Regions from separate parts of the Gossypium hirsutum genome. Here region 1 is linked to region 2. The links are chromatin contacts, called in public Hi-C maps. All regions are on one chromosome and are shown on one strand. Each heading gives the region's core, a stretch centred on a gene start, on an enhancer-like site or on the middle of the called end of the contact. The rest is flanking DNA. Distances are from core to core; before and after follow the strand shown.

Evidence for each region. Hi-C and Micro-C count contacts between places; a contact is called where the count stands out from the background.
Region 1: a Hi-C map of fibers shows a contact between it and region 2, with 2.1 times the contacts expected there. The contact joins the promoter of LOC107905293 here to the promoter of LOC107905304 in region 2. A contact is called at or near these places in 8 of 34 Hi-C or Micro-C datasets (fibers, hypocotyl, leaf and 1 more).

The regions. Positions count from the first base shown.
Region 1 is chrD01:63,594,520-63,600,707 of Gossypium_hirsutum_v2.1, forward strand. It overlaps LOC107905293 (dnaJ protein P58IPK homolog), which reads right to left and starts at 3,697. Exons shown (of 9, transcript XM_016831921.2): 1 at 3,427-3,697; 2 at 2,185-2,350; 3 at 1,799-2,000; 4 at 1,562-1,722; 5 at 1,384-1,477; 6 at 647-859; 7 at 454-534. The coding sequence starts at 3,559. It overlaps LOC107905292 (syntaxin-71), which reads right to left. Exons shown (of 9, transcript XM_016831919.2): 8 at 6,140-6,188; 9 at 5,106-5,442. The coding sequence ends at 5,427.
Region 2 is chrD01:63,452,091-63,458,689 of Gossypium_hirsutum_v2.1, forward strand. It overlaps LOC107905304, which reads right to left and starts at 1,932. Exons shown (of 2, transcript XM_016831931.2): 1 at 1,615-1,932; 2 at 192-789. The coding sequence starts at 1,841. The coding sequence ends at 699.

The DNA of each region.
Region 1 (6,188 bases), core at 2,447-4,946, 140 kb after region 2:
CTCTCATGAATTAGAGGTACAAGTGATTAGGACAATAGCCAAATATAACTCTCAAAGTCGAACCAGAGGTTATTGCTCAGTGTGTTTTGGTAGGTGCCATGGGTCGTGGACTCAAGATACCTATCTTATGCATGGTATCCTCTAATTTGTAACCTGGGTTTCTTACTTAGCAACAATTCTAACAAAGAGTAAGAAACCATGAAAATGAACTTTGGTAGAATTCAAAAGATCTTCAAAATGCACAAATCGAAACGACTACAAAACCAGTCTTAGATTCAAAAAATTGTTATTATGAGGAACCACAAAAGAGAACCGTGTATCTTTAGGTATAGAAACAAATATGTGCATAGCATGTTACTGATCTAAATACCATAGAGAAGCCTAAAACTATACTCTGGAAGAAGAAAATTTTAATCGAGATAATTGTCATCCAAATTTGATATTATGACTAACCTGAGGTGATTTCTCAGCTGCCGATTTTAGGTCTTCAACGGCACCTTCCCAGTCCTCTGTTAAAAGTTTAGCTTCACCCCTCTGACACATGCACACATAGTTAAAGAGCGAGAATTACGGCATAATGTACTTCAACCAACTGCAGTATAAAGTTCGACAAAGTGTATCGTTATCATTTGACTATACAACAAACCTGTACTAAAGCTTCGAGAAGTTCCTTATCAATGTTAAGCGCCTCAGAGCAACTACTTAAAGCATCCTTCCCTCTTCCGAGCCTAACCAAGACCTTACATAATCCAAGGTGAAGATGCACGTTATGAGCAAGATGATTTGGGTCCAATGCAAGTGCTCCTTTGTAGTCCTCAACGGCAACGCGCAGCTTACCCTTGTTTGCATTATCTTCTGCCTACACATTCCAAGAGTCGAAATATCTTGATAAAATAAGGCCAATACCCCATGTATCTAAACCCTATAGGCCTACACTAATCTCAAACAAACAAAAAAAACAGGTAAAAGTACTATGGATGCCCTTATATTGGGGTCGAATTGCATTTTGCCCCTATTACTAAAAAAAAAGCAAATTAGTCCATCCGTGTTAGATCAAAGAGCAAACTCGTCCTTTTATTAAAAATCCTATCCATTTTTACAATGAAAAATTGGTCCCTGTACGTTAGCATAAGGTACACGTGGCACGCCACATATAACTATCTGGTTATTTTAATAGCCACACTAGTTTTTAACAGTAAAAATAAATTAAATTTTTAACAGAAAGGATCAGTTTGCTCTATGATCTAATGTAAAAGGACTAATTTGCCTATTTTTTGAATAAAGAAGACAAAATGCAATCTAATTCTTAATACAGGTGCATCCAAGGTACTTTTACCAACAAAACCAAAAAGGAAAATTTGGAAACATGTTTGGTGGGCATACACTTTTAGTCTTCTTCAATAAATTTTTCAATCTAAAATATGCTTTCTTCAGTTCACCGTGCTCTGGATCGAGGCGAAGACCTTTCTGGTAATGCCTGAAAAGATCGTGTATTATAACTATAAATCCCAATTATGTATGTGATTTCAATAGCTCATAAACAAGAAAATTTTAAACAAACCTTTGGGCAACATCATGATCTGCTAAATAGTAATAAGCATGACCACGGAGGAGTAAGGCCTCAAGATTGTTCTCATCTTCCTTGAGAATAAACCCGGATTCGGAAATAACACTAGAATAGTCTTTAGCCGCTAAAAGCAGTTTCAACTTTAGCATCTTAGCCTGCAGCAAATGAAGCATATTAGAGTTTATGAATATTGCTATAAAAAATACAACAGAAATGTAAAGTATATGCTACCTTCGAGCATGCTGGAGAAAAAACGAGTACAACTTTATCCACATAATCCAAAGCTTTTGTATAATCCTTGGACTCAAATAAACCGAAAGCTGTTTCCAAAGCACTTTGAGCCTGATGTAACTGAGATAGTTCCTTTTCAGCAACAGAATTTCTGGGTTTTAGTTCTAGAAACTTTTTGTAGCTTTTCTCCGATTCCTCGTATCTGCAATGAAAAAACATTTTTAGTACAGACAAATGCCATCAAAGACTTCAGGATAGCTCAATAAAATCATAGTTTCGTAGTAGTTTTCATCATTTTTTTAACCAAAAATGTGAAAGGAAAAGAGAGTACTGCGAATGATAGATTATATATATATATATCCAAACTTCCTATGATTCAACAATACCGGCATAGCTGACATAAAAGGGATGCACGGCGCATATATGCTTCTGAAAGTGCTGGATCTGCCTCAATAGCAGCATTGAGATCATTGAGTGCCTCACTATAACGCTTCACTTTTATACTCTGTGAAACTCTCTCGAACAACTCAGCAGCATTTCCTAGATTTTCATCTACACATCCAAGTTGAAATGTTAAGCAAAGACATATTGAAAGTATATGCAATGGTTGCAAACTCCAAGAATATTAATTTCGATGTTCAAAAAGCAAGCACTGGCTATTTGGCTCCTCAGACTTAAAACATCATACAACAATGAAACAGACGATGCACTTCTATGAAGACATTGCTGAGCACCTAGTCTAGCCAAGTGGTAGTGTTCTTAACCACTAATGCCATATAAGGGCATGGATTTCAACCCCACCAAGGAGGCCAAAATGCTAAACATTTCCTTGATGGCGAGGCGCTCCCCAAACTCCATGAACCCGTTGGGCTCTCCTTGGAGTTGGGAGACAAAACCTGAGGCTAAAACTGAGCATAGATACCCTGAGCACAATTCCTCCACTGTTTGAGGGCCCGATCAGCTGCTCAATGGACGACACTTCAAAGACTACTCCCGAAAGAGAGCTGATTCCCCTCAACACTTCTCAATTCATTTCATATGGTACATTTTGAAGTAAGTTCGATCACAAAAACGGGTATTTTCAACCCGAATTATCCAAAAGACAAATTCTAATTCATCAATGTTCACAATAGAAGGCTAATGACTAATTACCAAATATGATGATGAACCATAAAATATGATAAAACTATCCATCCTAACCCAATTAAGATCCAATATATTTGATAATCATTTTACTAGATAATGGCGATTTTTGCATATCATAAAATTCAAAACTTTTTCCCATTTGCAATTTTAAAATTTTCATTTTATTTTTCTCACAATTCTACTCAAGTTGGATGAATTAATATAGCAATGCATAAGCAATTAATAAAAGCATAAAATGACTAATTGACTATATAAAAAAACTGATTAAAATTTCCCTTTTTCCCTTCGAAGACTTCCGACTTTCTCACAATCTTTAACCCAAAAACATCATTTAACCACACTCAAACAAAACCCCAGATAAGATTAAAGCTAAAGCACACTAATTTTATTTTGAGAAAAAAACACAGATCAAACTATCAAATCAGCAACAAATTAATGGGAATACTAGAAAAAACACAACAAAGTTAAAAAAGAAAACTAACCCAAAGCAGAAACGAGAGGCTGAAGAAGCAAATGCTGACAAATCAATACAAAATTCAGTATAAAAGCTGTGTAGACAAGTCCTTTCCAAGCCATTGAATTGAAGGCCCAGTTCAAACTCAAACTCTTCAACATTGTTCTTCATTCAGTTCTCTATAAATCAATAGATTTACATAGGAATACCTTTTTGATGTTTAATTGGCAATTTTTTTGGGTTCGGGTATTTTGAGAAAACCAAATATTTGTCAGTAAATGAAAATAAAAAATTAATGGAATTTGAATTTATAAAAAATTTGTTCGAATATTTTTTAGAAGAAATGATCGATGATCCGAGGATTTGCATGTCATTCCACGTTATTTCAACCAATTGATGGAATACACGTAGAATTTAATGGGACCAAAGTGTACGTGGAATTTTTAGCAGTAGAATATTGACACGTCATAGAATAATTTTTCTCTCGACTTGAGACTGGCCCAATTCAAATAATTTCCTGGATTTCCTTAATGTTGGGCCATAAAAAAGCCCAAGGAACTAGACCCATCCATAAATTTGATTCTTTTTAAATCATTAAAAATTTTAAAATGAAAAAAAATTAAAATCTATAGAAAGTAGTAAAAAATATTTAAAATTCAAAATTGTCCAAAAAAAGTTTTAAAAAAATTCAGTACATTTATAAAAAATATTTCCAAATTTTTTTAAATGACTATCAATTTCAAAACTTAAATAATCGAAAAAAAAGTCTAAACATTTAAATTTTATAAAAATTCAAAAATCTTTTCAAAAATATTACTTGTATGGAATATCTATCTATATTCTTTGCAATTGATTTTTAGTTTGATATACTACTTTTTTGACGAAATTTTTATTAAAATTTACAAGTGATGATACTGTTTATGAAAAAATTTATCAAAAAAAAAATCTTTTATGGAGTTTTTTTTTTCAGTTGGATGAATATTTCATAAAAAAAACCAATTTTACACAAACGCCCTTTCAATTTTTTCCTCTCAACTAAGCACCCTAAGGGTGGATTTGGATGGACGGTAGGGTGCGATACAGTGTATTTAGCTTACTTTTTTTCTCAAACTATAATATCACTACAATATCTAATCTCATTACTATCGCTATTTTTACACTAACCACACAAACGCACTGCCTATCCAAATCCATCCTAAACTTGTTAAGTTTGTTATTCTAATAACCAACTTGGCAACATTAGTAAGCGTAGTTTAGCTAAAATATTCAATAAATCTTTATATTCTTTACAAATTTAAATTTTAATCCATCTATTTTTGAGACTTCAAAATTAAAATCCAATTATTAATCTATTAAAAAAATTTCTTTTTCTTTGTTGAATTTGTTGATATGACACTTTTAAATAATTAAAAAAAAACTCACTTGATAATCATGTAACCAAAAAATGACATTATAATGAACCTGAATTTAACAAAATAATTTTAACAATGTTAATAATTGAATCCGAAGTTTGAAATCTGACTAAATTTTTAAAAATAAAAAATACAAAAACTAAATTCCAAAGTTTACAAAACCACGATATAATGATTGATTCTTAATTAAGTGATTGGGATTTAGCTCTTAATAGCTTTATTTACCAAAATACCACACTATATATATAAGCCAATTTAAATAACGTTAACAATGCCCCATATCTGGATGAAGAAATACACAAAACAATGCACTATATAATCTTTCCAGAGTATGATAACAATGTCCATATCTGGATGAAGAGCAATGAAAGCATTAGTATCATTTTAAAATAATGTGATAATACATCTCTGTAAATCACATAATATATAGATATTTTACGGTTGTCGAATTTATATAGAAAGATAAACTCACATTATGCCAGTGTGACCAATGATTCCCACAAAAGAAACAAATCAAATACGAGATCGACCACCTTAGCAAGCCCTCAAGATGGAAGACAATGCAAGAAAAGATGACAGCACATAAGGGAAAGGATCGACTTATCCTTTTATCGCTTCATTTCTTCAAAACACTGTAAATGAGGGACATTTTAAGGTTTAGGGTGACCGCTTCTCAACGATAAAAATAGAAGAAATGTGAGAACAAATGAGCTATTCGGCCTAAATCATTACTTGAAAAAACCAAAATCCAAAATGTATCCCCAAATAAAACTGAAGCACACCATATGAGTTCAATTAAAATGATATTCTATGACATAGAATATGATTATGTCGCTTCGATTATTCATTTTATTTTTTAAGTACCCATGTCTGAGACATTGTTTGGACATGAGTATGAAGGATATGACCCTCCACTTCAAGGTATAATGAAGAACTTCAAAAAAACAAACCTTTGTCCAGGGGTGAAGCCAAAAATTATTTGAGGGGGGGGGGGTGGGTTAAGTTATATATTTTCATGAGAGCTAAAATGTATTTCACCCTTGTATTGGCTTATATCTTAATGGTTTTCGAAAGGACTAAATTAAAATTCTAGCATTTTGGGGGGCCAAACTATAATTTTACCATATATTAGCTTAAGATTTAACAAATTTTGAGGGGTTTAAAGCAGCAATTTCCCGTTGGGGAGGGGGGGGGAGCCCCTACCCTTGTCAAACACATGACCAATATTCTTGCACGTTTTTGATTCACTAAAGCGTTAGACAAAAGCTTATGATGCAGGGTTTTTCCTTTATTCATTTTTTTAATTTAAGGCATGAGTTTGAAGCTTACTTGTATAAATAGGCAGCAATTCCCAAAACTATGCATAATAAGACAATAT
Region 2 (6,599 bases), core at 682-3,181:
ATCTTAATAATTTTAGAATTTAAGTGAATAATGTCTTACATTTTAAATAAATAATTTTATTCTTGTTTTTGCAAACTATGTTTGCTTTGCCAGTTGAGTCTTATTGAAATAAAAAGATGTAAATTTGAAGGTGTTTTTTTTAATTTCCAAAAGAAATGCTTTTTGACCATTAAAATCAATGCTAATTCCATAAAAAAAATACGCCTTTTAATTGCCAAAAATAAACATAGACAAACTCTTAACAGCCAAGCCAACTTTAGTTTTGATATATATAGTGTAGACATCGAATTTTATTTGCTTGGATAGTGATGGACAAAAAAGGCTTTGGGCTTTGACCCATTAGTAAGAGAATAGTTAACTATTTTATAAAACTACAAAAAAAAAGTCCAAAACTCTTGTTGGCTCGTTAGCTGCACAGGATAATTGCAAGGTCGCAGGGTCGCGGGTCCTGGCAGCAGTACCTTCAGCTCATTGTAGCAGCTGGCAATCCCATGAGGAGCTCATGCACCTTTTAATAGCCGAAACCTTAAATTCAACAGGTAGATTCTTTTACGGAAGAAAAACCAAATTCCACATTCTCTTTCGCCCACTCAACATCTCCGCCCTTCACAACCCTGTTCACCATATTTGTAACTTCCTACCTCCTCAACCGAGCTTCACACAATAGCCCACCATTACCATCACCACCCACGACCCTTTTACTCAAAACTTGCCGACAAGGTAGGAGAAAGGTCAAAAGGAAGTAAAAAAGGGGACCCTTTCGGTTTACCTAAAGTCATCATCCCAAACCTAAACGACGATGAACCATTAGTGTTGGAGAATGTGAAGCGGTGGTCGTATACCCTTTGGGTGGCCGACGCTCAAACACAATAGAAAAGAAGGGATTCTTTTTAGAAGTATTAAGATACGTGTTCAATACTCGATTGAGTTTTAGCTCGATTAACATGAATATTATTGTTAATATAGGATGACATAGGTTCCAATGCTCTGAAATGTATTATCTCTTATTTATGAGTTAAAAAAACTATAATAATTTTAGACATTACATCAAAAAAAATAAATATAATCTTAGCCTATAATGAAATTATCAAAAAAGAAAATATAATCAAGAAGGTAGATAAAAAGGTTGAAAACCTTTTTCGTAAACAAGCAATTATGTGTAAGCATGGACACATTTAATATGCTTCAGTTCAAATAAAATTGTTTTATTATATATGAATGCTTCAAAGGATTATAATTAAATACTAGGTTTCGTATTTCTGAATTTTGAAATTTTTAATATCGCATAGTTATCAATGTATTAATTTTGAATGTCGTGAGGGTACTACACTTTACATAATTAATTTTCAAACTTAATTTTTTTTATGGATTTTAACGCGAATCTTAAAATTATTTTTTTTTTATAAAAGGTGATTTTACAAGTAAACGATTATACTTAACTAAAAAAAATCAATAACGGTTCCGATTTTAATTTAAAACACTCATGTTTTTTAAATAGAAATTCTCATATTTCAAAATAACCTCACAACATATAGCACATAGCTCAATGGTATTGATTTCTATTCATTTCCTTCATCACCAATGTTGGGAGAATTGTTGCCCCAATCATCATACCTTTGTCTTGGAATGTTGTGGTGATTGTCTATGTTCTTGTCCGAGCTATCCTCGACCATGTTCTTCCGTCGTTCAACCTCATTTTCTTTCCTGACGGCATGGTATCGCTGTTGCTCTCGCCAGCCGTATGTTCCGCCGATCACAGCTCTCGTCGGCCTTGTTGTCATGCAACTAGAACTCACCATCATTGCAACCAGAAACAGCACCAAAAGCTTCACGCTCCACATTCTTTAGTTAATGGAACCAAATAATAAGATGGGTTTATGTAAGAGTTTTGGTTAGCTTAGGTGCATTTTATAGAGGCATCCAATTAAATTGGTATTTAAGTTTTGTTTCGATTAAAATTTCGAAATGTTTTATTATTTTGATGTATTTTGATTTTTGATCAAGATTTTAATATTTTAAATTAATTTTATTTTTCTTCTTAACTATTTTAAAATTTATATTTGTATATCAATATATCTATATTTGCTTAAATATATAATAATATAAATTTTATTAAAAAACTAAAAATTAAACTAAAAATATTTATTTAAAATATTTAAAAAAACATTAAAAAAATCTTCCACCCATACAAGAGATTTAGGGTGAGTTTGGATGGGCGGTGCGTTTACCTGCGGTTAGTGTAAAAACAGCGGTGGAGGTGAGATTAGATACTGTAGTGATACTGTAGCGTGAGACAAAAAGTAAGCTAAACGCACCGCACCGCACCCAATTGCCCATCCAAACCCACCCTTAGTGGCTTTGTTGCAATTGTAACATGAAGCAGCCTAAATAGGGGAGTTCCACTAAATGGAAACATAATGGCTATTATAGACAAAGAGTCAATGAATCATAATTGCTTGCTTGCTTTCTTCTTTGATTTGCTTATATGAAAAAAAATATCTTACACATTCCCATCCCTATCTTCTCTTACAAAAAAAACTCATTTGAGTTCAAATTTGGAACATCGATCAATTTGTAATGTATTTTTAAATAGAATTCGGGTATTTTTTAGTTATCTTCTTATGAATTGAAGATCTCATTTAACTTCGCAATGCACTTTAAAATGCATCAATTCGAGTTCGGAAACTTAAGTTATAATTAATTTAGTGAAGACTATGCAAGCAAAAATCTTTAGACAAGTCGAATACGAAATTTCTGAATTGAAAAACCCTTCAGCCACTGATTTCTATTCTTTAAACCTAAATTTTAGAGTTTTATATTGAAATTTTAAATCCGAATCAACTTGACTCAAAACTACTCCAACCTAACAATTATCCTTCAACCATCTCCCCTTAATTTTAATGGGTAAGGATGTATTTGAATCACTAATTTCAATAGCATCCATAGACTCAAATCTCGTACAAAACAAGGCCAGAAATTCTAAAACCAAATTGAAGAGACTAAGAGTGACTTCCACCATCGAATATCATGAAAGCAAGCTAAAACTATGCTTATAACTTTATTGGACAACCATCAAATCCGACAAAGCTACTTTGATACAAAAGGACCATATTAAAAGCAACTTCACTAAAATAAGCTTCCATTATCAAATATCATAAAAGCAAGTTAAGATTATGCATATAACTTTAATGGACAACCATCAATTTGTACAAAAGCTACTTCGATGTGGAAGAATCAAATTAACATCCACTTCTTTGAAACAAGCTTCCACCATAGATTATGCATAGAGGAGGTAGGCAGGGCTCTGGCTCCCCAAAAATAAAAAATTATTCTTTTAATCCTTTGAGTATTTGTAAAATTTTAAATTAATTTAACGGTAACATTATATTCAAAACCTTTTTAAAATTTAAATTTCCAAAAACAAAAAGCATATAGTTTAATCCCTTCGAAATTATAAAATTTTACATTAATAAAATGATGAAATTACATTTTTAACTTCACTCCTATAATTTTAACGGTCAATCATTAGATTATATTTATAACTTTAACGGACAACTATTGAAGTGCGTCGGGTAATCGAATTTGGAGTTAAACTCATCTATTTACAAGTGTCATTCCACTAAAATGGATCGAATTTCACCAAAAGAAAAATCCAATCACTTTCAACTTTTCTAAGGCCCAACAATCATCTGTCAATAAAAATCATGATTGCTCTCTCTTTACATATTTGGACCTAATCCCAATTTTTGCTGCTGGATTAAACTCGAAAATATAAAATATTAAAATATACTGATTAAATTTGTAATCTATGCATACTAATAACATAATTTTACTTATTGATTATATTATAAGGCATACTCTGTCGCATTCCGGACAAATTAGAGACGAAACAAAATCAACGTTATGGCGAGGATCATCGGGACAATGCGACAACGTTAAAATGGTGAAGTAGAGACGACGTCGCAACGAGATGATATGCCTCATCACGAAGTGGTAAAGTGTATTAAATTTAAAAAGAGTTTCTTTTCTCCCAGTTAAACTCCACTATCTTATTTTTTCTCAGTTAAACTCTGATTAATCTAGAAATATTTTAGTCATATTAGAACTTTAATATTAGCCTATTTAAAAGGTCTTTGTAACCCTGTTTTAGAGAGTTAGTGAAATATCTCTTACGTGAGATTTGGTGAAGAGTTTTTGAGAGAGTTCTATATTCGGATTTTGGGTTTTGCTCTTTTAGGTTTATTTTCTTCATCTTTTACTCTCCGTTGGTTTGTCGATTAGTGAAGTTTTCTTTACTCGTGGTTTTTATCCTCTTCAGAGGAGTTTTTCATGTAAATATTTGTGCGTTCGATTTTCTTTACTTTTCTTACTCGTTGTTTATACAGATCGATCCCCAACAAATGACAAAACAATTTATGGGTTTAACTTTTTAAAAGAAACAATTTCACATTGAAATAATATCCAACCAGGCATTCATATAAAAAAAAGTTAAAATATGCTACATTCCCTTTACATAGTTCAGAATTTGAGATTTAATATTTGTATTTTAAAAGCTAAAAATTTAATCTTTTTACGTTTTCATTTTAAAAATTCTAGTTCAAATATTATTGTTGCATGTAATTTCTATTAAAAATTTTCAACTTAACATGCTTATTTTTGTCAATCATATGCAACGTACATTATATAAGTGTAGTCTAATCAATATGTTAAGTTATCAAATTCTAACAAAAAATTTATAATACGTAAAAACTAGATTTATAATAATATATAATACTATAATATAAATATTAAACAAAATGTTAAGATGCTTATATATAAAATTTTAATAAATAAAAAATATATAATATTATTAAATATTAAATTAAAAATTAATATAAATATACATTTTTTAAAAATATGAGTGAACGCTAATTAAGCCTGGGTTAACCTTTTATAAATATAAGTTTCCCTCCCAATTTAAAAGCTTAACTTGACTAGACTCTAAATATATATATATATATATATATATATGGGTAAACTACATTAATCGTCATCCAATTATGGATTTTTTTCTTTTTTTATCGTCTGATTATAAAAAGTTACAAAATGATTACCTAACTATTAATATTTTTTTTTAGTCACTCAACTATCTTGATTTTTTTCATGTTTCTATTTTTACATTAGCCAGTCAGTAATTTTATAACTTTTAACTTTTTATAACAAAAAAATTATAATTAAGTGACCTGTATTGTAATTTACCCTATATATAAAAAATAAGTTAATTGTTTAAAAAAATAACCTCATTAAATGTGCTTTGGTGTGATTCAGTGCTTTACATTAGCTGGAACGTAATTAATGAGTGGGGATGATACGTAGTGTTGGCAGAAGTGTGTCCTTTCATTTGTCAATCTAAGTTTTGGTTTTGTTGTAGGTATTCTACACACACACTTGTCAGCTTCTGCATTTTAGGAGTTGTTCATAAATTATATGATCTCTCTTTGGGCCCATGGTGGTTGCTTTAGTGAAAACCCCATAATAAATACTAATAAATATTAGGGAAATCAATAGGTAAAACTATGGGTTTTTTTAGATAATTGATTCTAACTTCTTTGTTGAAACTGAATTCTGGTCTGTCCTATTCGACCATATTTCGGTAAAACTGATCACATTATCAAATCCAAATAGATTTTAAGTTTAAAGACCAAAATCGACAAAAAAAAATTTATGTACCAAAGTAGATTGAGTTACCAAGTTCAGGGGGCCAAAATTATATTATCTCCTTATTTTACTCATTCAAGCATCTTCTCATATCCCAAAGATGAAGCTACGTGAATTAATTTTAATGTTCAATTTGATATTTAAAATTTTTATCTTAATTTAATATGATTGTTTAAAACTAATAAAAATCTAATTAAATCGATATTTTCCCAATTGGGAAAAGTAAAAGCCCAAACTTATTTTCTAAACCAAACCAGCCTAAATTAAAAAAAAACCCAACACTGAACTTAGACTAAATCAAGAAAAGAAAGGAAAGTAGATTGAGTATTAGCTCACTTGGTATTGGCATTCTTGTCATTGTAAGAGGATATAAATTTGAGTACGTTGAAACGCATAATCCTTTTATTTAATAGTTTGAGATATTCTAAGATTTCAAGATTTAATCTAGGACATGTTAGATAAATTGTTTCCAAGGACTATCCATAAAATAAATGAAACATTTATACTCATATAAAAAATTTGAATTTAATTTGGTAACCTTAACTTGAGTTTAAGCATATCAAGCTATCAATCGAATCGAGTTTTGACTACTTTAATCCTCTATTCCGGCAATTTAATTTCTTAATTGAACTTTTTATTTATAATATATCTATAATAACTTTAATATTAATAAACTACTACTTTCCCCTTAATATATGCACTTAAAATCCAAACCCTAAATTTTATCATTTAAATACAAACCCCAAATTTATATATGAAACAAGTTCAAACTCGAGCTCAAAACTCCCGTCCAAGGAGGCAAATAATATAAACAAACTTAATTGAACCAAATTTTTTTATTTCGATTTTATCTCAAACTTTCGTTAAACTTCTATAATAAAACTTAGTCGAGCTCAAATCAA